2 separate regions of the Dromaius novaehollandiae genome follow, and region 1 is linked to region 2. The links are chromatin contacts, called in public Hi-C maps. All regions are on one chromosome and are shown on one strand. Each heading gives the region's core, a stretch centred on a gene start, on an enhancer-like site or on the middle of the called end of the contact. The rest is flanking DNA. Distances are from core to core; before and after follow the strand shown.

The links. A called contact is a pair of places that touch in the nucleus more often than the background predicts.
Region 1: a Hi-C map of brain shows a contact between it and region 2, with 8 times the contacts expected there. The contact joins the promoter of BCL2A1 here to the enhancer-like site in region 2. A contact is called at or near these places in 3 of 4 Hi-C or Micro-C datasets (brain, liver and ovary).

The regions. Positions count from the first base shown.
Region 1 is chr10:9,886,720-9,891,973 of bDroNov1.hap1, reverse strand. It overlaps BCL2A1 (BCL2 related protein A1), which reads left to right and starts at 2,222. Exons shown (of 2, transcript XM_026121317.2): 1 at 2,222-2,916; 2 at 4,425-5,254. The coding sequence starts at 2,497. The coding sequence ends at 4,529.
Region 2 is chr10:9,654,884-9,659,699 of bDroNov1.hap1, reverse strand. No RefSeq gene overlaps it. Among named protein-coding and RNA genes, the nearest start is that of WDR93, 17 kb to the right of the region's middle. Within about 2 kb of position 3,534, at least 1 of the 2 cell types and tissues checked has open chromatin away from gene starts, as enhancers often do.

The DNA of each region.
Region 1 (5,254 bases), core at 973-3,472, 230 kb before region 2:
TTTCATGAAAGAGTATTCCTGAAGAATGCTTCTGTCCCAGAAACCAGCTTAAACTGTCATTGCTGCTAAACATCCAGCATTTGGAATTGCACCCTCCACTACCTTCCACTGAAAAGCAAATGTGCCCAACACTGACGTGAAGAGAACTGAGGCAGTTTGCAACAGCTACATCCTGAGTTCTAGTCTTCTGCATCGCACCTTGTCCTTAGAGATGTCTGATCGGAGCTGCCAGCTCCCTTTTGGCAGCTGAGCTCTGAGCTTCACCTCACAGCCCTTTAGGAGATCAAGAGACTGTGAGCAGCAGCATATGCACCAGAATGGCCAAGACATTAGCACTGATTTCTTTCAATAATGGTGGCATATTGCTAGCCTTATTTCATCACCCTCCTCAGAATCCTAAAGGCTCCACTAACAAAGAAATATCTGCTTCTAGCAATGCTCTGCTCCCACAGATGGTGAGGAAAGCAAACTTGTCTCCTTGGGTATTGGTCACTGTTCTCATGTTAACTCTTACTTACCTTCAGAGTGTTTGCAATAAGCTTTTCATTAATCAATTATTAAGACAGTCAAGAGCGTACCACAACTTTACAGACTCTGTTATATAAAAGAAGGGTTCTTTTGACTTTTCCTCAAATACCTCTCTTAGCCCTGTTTGCAGCAAGCTTTTGACAGGAGAGAAACTGTCTGGGTATAGCAAAGCCTTTCCTGTCCCAGAAATTTCTGCCCAAGATTTATCTGAGTTGCAAAGAGTTAACAACTGTCACATTCCCCCCCCCCTTTTTTTTCATTTGCATTCCTCATAAAAATGTTGGCAGTTTGCTGAAAACACTGAACATAGCAAAGCCAGAACCAGCCTAATAGCTCTGCCAAAGCAGCGGCTGCAGGTACTGGATAGGGGATGCCTTTGACCTTTCAAAATGAGCTTTGGTAAGAATGCGCGTGTGTGTATGGAGGTGGGGAGAGCTAGCTTCCCACGCCAAGCCCATTCCCAGTCCTGGCATCTTGTCCTTTCCTGAGAGTAGCATGTAACACAGGGATTCTTCCAGCTCATATTGCCCCCCTAAACCCATTCTCTCTGATCACCTCCCACCTCCAAAAGAAAGTGAGGCAAAAACTTTCCCTAGGCTGGTAATTGAAGTGATGGATGTCTGTTCAAACCCTGCTGAGGATGGAAGATTACTATTGTCATTCTGAGAGAGACGTGTCATACACAGAAGAAAAACCCTGAGAAGGAACTGGAAACTGCAGTGCTCTATTCAGTTTCTGCAAAGCTGTGATGTCAGAGCAGCAGCATGCATGTTGGGTAGGTGGGGGCTAAATGGCTGGGGCAAGTGAGAGGTGGCTCAGGAGTAGAAGGATGGAGAAAGGGAAGGAGAAGAAAGGATGGAGAAAGAGAGGGGTCAAGCATCTGATTGCTTGCTGCCCTGAAGCCTTTGCAATGGGGTGAAATTCTTTAGAGCCACATCCTGTCCCTCTAGCCATGTCAGATTGCCTCAGGCAAAGAGTTTGTCAGGAGAGCGAGAGCTACACCCCCCCAAACACACCTCAGCTTTACTTCCAAAAAACATCTGCTTGACCAAAAATTTGAATTGAAGAGCAGTAATTGGAGGTATCATGAAGGATTCAGATGGTATCACACATTCCCAGCTTGGCCCCATATTTTCCATCTCATGTTATGACACGCTGACTGCATTAGTATTATCTTTTATACTAATATTGTCTTTTACACCAGAACTACCTGAGGGGGAAGGAGGGCTTTGAAGCTACACATTCAAATCTTCAAAGAAGGACATCGAAGAGCACTCCTAGAGATGGTGTGGGAGAGTTTGGAACAGGGGAGCAACACTATAAAACTGGTTCTCCTCCTTTTCTATACTTGCTGGGAAAGATGTATCACCTTTGTTTTCCCTCTTTGAGCAGTTACATAAAGCCCCCTGAAGGATGATGACAGTTTATTTATTTTTCCATCCTGTTGGCAACTTCTACCAGTTTCTTCCAATAGCTGTGAATTAGAAATAATCGCTATACCTACAGTACAGATTGGAGCTTTAAGCACCAGCAGTGATGAGACTGGGGGGACAAGGCACCTGCATGCTCCTACAGCATACAGCTTTTTAGGCATTTTTTTAAAAGTCAAATGCCTAACCTTTGCTGGCATTACAAAGCAGAGGCCCCTAGAGAATGCCAATTTATACTGCTAAAGAATGTGGTAAAAGCTGGTGATTTTAGTTGTAAAATCTTACTATTTACAGAAATAATAAATCATTCAAGAAGACATGTTTTCTCCCTCTGAGCAGATGCTTTTTCTTTCATTTCCGCTGTCACATATTCCACAACCCACACAATCATTAAGTCACTCGGTTTTTACAGGAACTTCTGTGGTAAAGCAGAAAAATTCCATCAAACCCTGAAGATAAAAAGCTGTGTGCATGCTCTGTGGCTGCTTATTATTGCCCCAATTAAGAGCTGTGCACTGCTCTCCAAGTTTGATTCTAAATGGAAACCGCTGAGTTTTATTACGTTTATTATTTAGCTCACGATTATCTGCAGTATGTTCTTCAAGAATCACATCTTGGACCAGCCCAAACCAGAGTTGCTCACGTCCTACGAAACATTGCATCTTCACTGCAAGATCAAACAGAGGAGGCTCTCCGACCGTTCTTGGATAGGATTGATATTACCTCTGTAGATGTTGCCAAGAGAATTTTCAATGGAGTCATGGAAGAAAAATTTGCTGATGGAAATACTAACTGGGGACGAATCATGACCATATTTACATTTGGAGGACTTCTCACTAAGAAGCTTCAAGAGCATGGAGTTCAGCTCACAGGAGAGGAGAAGGAGCAGATTTCTTATTTCATCACAGAGTACATCATAAACAACAAAGCTGAATGGATAGATGCAAATGGTGGCTGGGTAAGTTTCAGTCCAACATCTTGTCATTTTCCACCGAAGTGTTGATTGTTCTTAATTAAAGGAAAATATTGTTACAGAAAATGTCAAAAACATTATTGTCAGGGCTTTATTTGGTGGCTTAATTCCTGATGTCTGGAATTTCTCCTTGAGACTTACAGTAAAAACTTTGTTTCTCCTTGAAATGGAACAATGCTAAAAGACATTCTGCTTTTAGAAAAATCACTTTCTGTACCTTTAACAGTTAAAACCTTACAGATAGTCTTGATTCATAGGATCATGCCATAATTCAGGTTGGGAGGGACCTTAAGAGATCATCCAACCTCATGTTCAAAGCAGGGTCAGCTAAGAGTTCCATGAAATTTCCCACTCTTAAATCCAAAATTAAATGGCATCCTAAGAATAGGTTCAGCAATTATGCTTCTGTAGAGGAGTTGGTCCAAGTTAAGGAAAGCAAAGAACACACAGATGTGATCCTCAGAGCTGAAGTCAATGCTTTTGCTGTGGATTTCAATGAAGCCACTATTTAATCTCCCAAGTCAGTTTACTTTAACAAATTTACAGGTAAATACAACTGGGGTCAAATCATATCTGTTTGTTTTGCACTGAGATAATCTTACAACCTTCATATACCAATGGTCAAAACTGAGAAAAGCAGTTGTCAGTACATGGATTATTTTGTCAAGCTGCTGAAATTCACTTCTGCTAGTGGAGGGGGAGGTTCCTTTCACTTTGCAGTTTCATTATGGCGGTATTTTGTATTGAAGTTAGCGGAAGTGGAGAATAAATGACATTAGAGTCAGTTATTTCCCCGGTACTTTTTTCCTTTACCTATTTGTAAATGGTAATTTTTCTTTCCACCCCTCTCTATTCCCACTTCTCTGTATCTGCTATTATTGCTACTTCTCTTACATTTGCTATTACTTTTTTCCCTCACTTGTTTTCTAGTGCTTTTCTTTTCCTTTATTTTCCTTTTCCTTGCTTTAGTCCTTTCTCTGATAACAGTAAAAAAGGTGATAGCGAGTCACTGATCCTTCATGCATCAGATTTATTATAAAGGCTTCTCTCTCCATCTTTTTCAAATAGAGCCAAATCCTATCTACAAGTATCAACTTCTGGCAACATTCTGTGTCATAATATGTGGCTCATCACAGTAAAATAATGAGGCTTAAAAGAATAAATTTATAAGTATATTATTACATCAGAAACATGGTATTTTTATCTTCCTTAAAGATGTAGGCTCAAATGATATAGTTCACATTCATTTTCTATTTATACGGGGAGGGCACAATCTTGACTTGCAGATAAAACAAACATTCAGCAAAGTGCAGCTATTTTCAGCTACTTTTCTTAAAGTCCTATTCATCTTTCTAACATAGAGCACTGAAAAGTTGTCCCTCTACGCAGAATGGTGTAGCACGCTTAACGTGACACTAGCGTGAAGTGGTGCATTTTTCCTACATGCTCACTATTTTTAAGCTATCCCTAACTGTGCATGCTCTTTTTCACAGGAAAACGGCTTCCTGACGAAGTTTGAAAGGAGATCGCTACTGTCTCTCTCCAAAATTACAGCCATATTCATAGCCTTTTTTTCCCTGTTCAGAGAGTACTACTGAAAAGAATGGACCTGCCATATGTGTATAAACTAGACATTGCCCCAAGCTTCATAGCAAAGCCTTCCTCCAAGCAATATCAACTGGAAAATACTTTTCTTGCATAATTTGTTTTTAATTTATTTGTATTTATTTTTACTAAATACAATGTTTAACATGCTATCCTAATGGCCCAAACTGGAAACTAGAACCGTCTGAAGAGGAACCAACACAGCATCATTCAGCAATGCAAATCAACCTTTCCAGGCAGGACTATTTTGAGAGAGAGATGATTTTCCGGATCCAGACAGTTTTTGGAATCTGTTGCATGTCTATGAAAGAACATTGTTTACTTAAATACAATCCAATGGGTTAAGAAACAAGTTTTAAGCTCATTTGTTTTGTAAATGAAATACTACTGTAATGCATTTTATTGCAACATTTGTATAAGCAAAAGGGGGGGATGGTGGAAAAAGGAAATGCTAATTCCCATGTAGAAGTGTGTACTGGCACAGACTAAACAATCTTTTGGGAAAGAGCTATTTGTGGAAACTAGCAACTTAAAAATGTGCACTCACTTACTGTTAAAGCAATGGTATGTGTTTAACAATTTTTGCTGTATGTTTTTAATTGCTCATATCTACAGTGACTGCTCTGTCAAATTTTTGTAATGTAGTCACCTGACTGAACTTCTTTCAAACAAAACATTTTTAAATAGGTAAGAACAAAATGTTTTTAAAAATAAGGAA
Region 2 (4,816 bases), core at 2,285-4,784:
TTGCTCTGTGCCTAAAGAACGAAAGCAAATTCAAAGTTAAATGGGAAAACAGTTGTCACCACAATGATAATCAAACTGCAAACTGTATTAGCATTTTTCCTCAGGAAGCTACGGAATGAGGGAACAAGATGCATGTGTCTTTCAACAAAATAATTATGTTGTAATGAGACTGCCCTAATGTATTCAGTAGAAGAAACTGTTGTTAAGATTGACTTAAATGAACGTGCACAAGCAGAATGGGTAGCCCAAATGAGTTAGGCTTCGCGTTTCCCTCCCAGATCTATCAGGTTAGGACCAGCATGGCCATAGAGACATCTAAGGGTAAAAATCCAGATGAAGATGTGATGTGGGTTTTCAAGAGGCAGAATGTATACAGAAGGAAGTTTTTGATTCAGACTCATTTTGTAGAGGAAATGTGCAAGTCTGTATCTGTTCACTCGAGTTCCTACAAGTAAATAACCTCAGCCCCTCTGATCCCTGAGGAATGGCGATTTACAACACGATTTACAACAGTGGAATGTGCACTGAAGAGAAATACAACCACTGATTGAAGCGATCATAGCGCAGCATAATAACTCTGAGCTTCCTTCTTTTATCACTCACACCTGCTACAGCCTTTGTTACTCCACTCCGCGGCACTAGGCCTGATTTGACCTGCAGGAAGGGTGCTTGTCTGCAATACTGATCAACACAATCCAGCCTTCACAAACGGATACCCATGCCAAGGTACCTTCTAGCACTGCTTTTAGCAGAAAATATTTTTAAGAAAATGAATTGTTGAAATATGAACCTCCGCAGAGACAGCATCAGGAGAGGGGGGGAAAAAAAAGGAAAGAAGAAAACCATAGTACCCCCTGACCTACTCACTGCACAGAAGTACTGTGAAGGGTGAGAGCTACTGAAGTCACAGATCTGTTTAATCCTGTCTAATCCACCATCACTGCTGCAGTCTCTGCCAGGAGTTTGTCAAATGGAAGATCCATAAAGGGCAAAGGCTACTGGTAATGGAACTCAGCATTTAATTCCTACCTGGGCCACCGTGAGTCTCAGTCTGTCTGTCCCACCCACTGCTCTGTTGCCTCTCTACGCTGTGCCAGGAATTGCGCAGGAAATGCCTCTCTCCTTTTCCTCCACCACACCAGAAGTATGCTATAGCCTTCATGGAGACTCACAAGATCTGAACATAGAATGTATTGGGAAGGCTTCAGGAACCCAGACCATTTTACTTCTAGAAATTTAGAAGCACAGGAAATGTAGGCTAGAAAAAGCTGAAGAGATCTCCTCTTAGTAAATGAATCTCCCTGGCCAAGGCAGTGCCTATTCTATGTCATTCCTTATGGATGTTTAAGATTACTTCCATGGATGGAGACTTCACAGCTCCCCAGACAACTATGCTAATGCTTCCTCATAACCACTGTAAGTTTTCCCCTCATTCCTAACCCAAACCTCCTTTGCTGCAGATTTGACCCGCTACTTTGTCTGCTCCAACATGGGGACTAAGAACTGCTTAGTATTCCTATGTCTTCTTTGCACACATACATAACTTGAAAATCCCTACCCATGTACCAGGCCTTTATTCAGTAGGCTCTTCTACCTCCCAGGCAAAGATCTAACAAGATCCAATGACTGGAAGCTGGAACCTGACCTATTCGGGTTAGAAATAGGGTGCAAATTTGAACAATACAAGTAGTTTAACAACTGGAACAATTTACCACAGGCTGTGATGGAGTATGACAGGCAGTGTAAAATTAGGACACCGGATGTTTCTTGAAGATCACTGTGTTTCAAAAAGGATTAATTCAGAAACCTCCTCTACTGTGTGTTTACTCTGCAATATTGTGTTGTATTATACTATAATAGGTTGTAAGGTCAGGACTGTAACCTGGCAAGTTGTTCTTCCTTGCCTAGTTATTGTTTCTTCCTCATACCTCAGTGTGAGGTTTCCCCCTACACAACACACATCCCCTCTCCCCAACCCCAGGGCAACAATAGTTAGATCCTTTGTATGCAGGAGAGTTGTCATTTGCTCAGCTGGGCTGATGCAAACTTTCTAACATCTGTTCATCTGAGCTGTTCAGTCTGACCAGCTCAACTCCGTACAGGCGTTTCACACTCAGCAGCCCAGGCCAATTTGCCATTCAGATACTATATGTTCCCTCCCGCACAATCAGCAGCCCTGCAGTGACATGAGTCATTCCCCTTCCCCTCCTCTTAAAGCACGGACTCCCCCGGGGCTGAGCCAATGCATGTCACTGCACAGAGGTGGGCGCATGGGAAGGCCTGGCTCTTGTAATGACAAATCCTCCCCTGCTGCACTACCAGTCTGCGGGACTACAGCACAGCCCTGTTGCTTGGCCTGTGAAGGCTGTAGGTTTTCACAGCTCAAGTCCTGCTGTTTTCAGCTATGCGGAGTGCCTGTAAACCCACAGGGCAATAGCCAAGACACACACAGCATCACGCTAGTAATGACGCAAATCTCTCACCTCTGATTATCTAACATCATCAGCAAGGCTTAAATAATTATTTTCTGTATTTTGGCCTCAAAAACATGGCTGATTTCCCATTCAAGCCAATGGTCCTACTCTTGTAAGATCAGATATAAAAGCTGAACCATGCTCCCCATGCCCCAGAAGAGGCTGCACATGAAATGTTGTGTCAGGTTCTAGACAGAACACCAGGAATATGGACAAACTCACAGGGGTTTGCAGAAACCCAGACTTAAACTGGACAGAGATGTCTGGCACAAGCATTAGGAGAGATTAAGAGAGTTAAATCAGTGTAGCTTGGCTGAACAGCACAACTCTTCAGCTATAGTCTGGACCCAAGGGAAGAGAAACTGTAGCCTGGTACAGGGAACTGTCTTTACGAGTAATGAGATGACACTAGGCTGGACAGTGAGCGCTGTTTGAGCCATTAGGAATGGGATGCAGTACCTGGTTCCCCTATATCTAGATACAAGTTTGTGCTCAGGGACAACCTTTAAAGAACAGCAGGGGAGGAAGCTTGGCCCTGGGTTGCCCCTTCACAACAGTGTGCTCCTACTCTCAGGGCAAACAGAACAGGCACACTTGCTGGAACTATCCCGCCCTGGTCACCACTATGTCCCCCACAGTGCCTTGCGGTGACATTACACAGACCAAATAAGTCACACAGGTCTTTGCTGAGTCCTCCCCAGGATGGCTGCAAGGTGTATGCAGTGAGGCACTACAGGATACAGCTGTCCCAAGGCTGGCAATACAGAGGCCAGGAGTGCAGCCCAGAGAGCACACCATGCTTCAGCTGTTCAAAGGCCCATACTCCTTCCAACAGTAAGGATACGGCTTACCCAAACAGCCCTAACCTTTGCTGACCCTCAGCAGGGGAATGTTATCAGATCAGCTTCTGACTTCCCCTACTTCCAAAGCACAAGCAAGCACACGGAGGTAGGATGACATTTGGCTTTTTGCAAAGAATAGCAGATAATTTAGTGAGATTAAAAAACAGCCTCCTCTCCCACAGAAACCACCTCTGCATAGCGGGGCAGTAGCCTGGCTCCACTGGAATGATGCTGCTCGAGCGCCTCTCTGTGGCTTTTTGAGCTCCTGTTCCCGCACTCACACAATCCTTTTGAATTCACCACTTTTTTTGTTCCTTTGAATTACAGAGACAAATTGCTCTTATTATACCCAGGTAGCATCTTTGAGTTCACTGAACTTGTCGCTGAGCCAGAACTAGGCCCAGCTGAAGCTAACAGTTTTACCTTTTGATGGTGGTATTATGATACCTCTCCATGCATTTCTATAATTTCCAGCAGCAGCATTAGCTCAAACTGGCTCAGGCCTATGGCTGCCTAGGGCTCACTGAGTGACTGGGAAGGAAAAAATGGCTGGAAAGGGTATCATCTTTGGAATAAGCAACCAGGTGCCTCTGATCCTCTCCAGAATGGGCTGTGAAGCTCAGCACACAGCTCCATCACCAACGCCCATATCAACATGCTGATCATACCAATTTCTCTATAGCCCTTCAAAGAAGCAGGAAACAAATGGTCCCCTGCTGAAGTCATGAGTAAAACAAAGGCCCTTCATCAGCCTCCTGCAGCTGCTTGTTGTTTTCCTCTCCCTGTGAAGCCGGCCAGCTTCTGGTTATCTTGGCCGAGCACATGATTAGGGTTTTACAGCAAATTCAAACTGCAAACAAACAAGCACATCTTGAGATGAATACACAAACTGGTGGATGCACAGTACATCTAGCTGCTCTACCGGTTAGAGCATCTCCATCTTTGGAGATATTCAAAAGCTGTCTGGACATGGTCCTGGGCAACCCACTCTTAGTAACCTTGCTTGAGTAGGGAGGGTGGACTAGGTGATCTCCAAAGGTCCCTTCCAGCCTCAACCATTCTGTGATTGTGAGCAGATCCTGTCCTGCCTCTTCTTCAGTTGCTAGACAAGCCCTACTCCTTTTCTGGATGGAAAGCAGATGGGGTAAGATCAAAGCACACAGATCTTCCAGGCCTTTACATTTAGACAAACAGCAAAGATTATACCAAGTGCTGTTCAAAGGGCTGTATATTTGTTGTGCTAGCTCTCTGCAGCAAGGGAAGCAATGCAGGAATAGGAATTCCTGCCCAGAGTAATCCAGTTATGGCAGAATGTCCATTGTTTCTTAAATTGCCACAGTTAGTGCTAAACCAGGTGGCTCAGTTTAAATAGGCATTAAAGGTGTTTTGAGCTAACCAGCCCGACTTTGCACTGAGGCAGATGGTGAGTGCTCATACAACCCACTCTCAATGTGCAGAACAATTAGATGAGCTTGGAGTTGTAACCTGTGGCAGATGGAA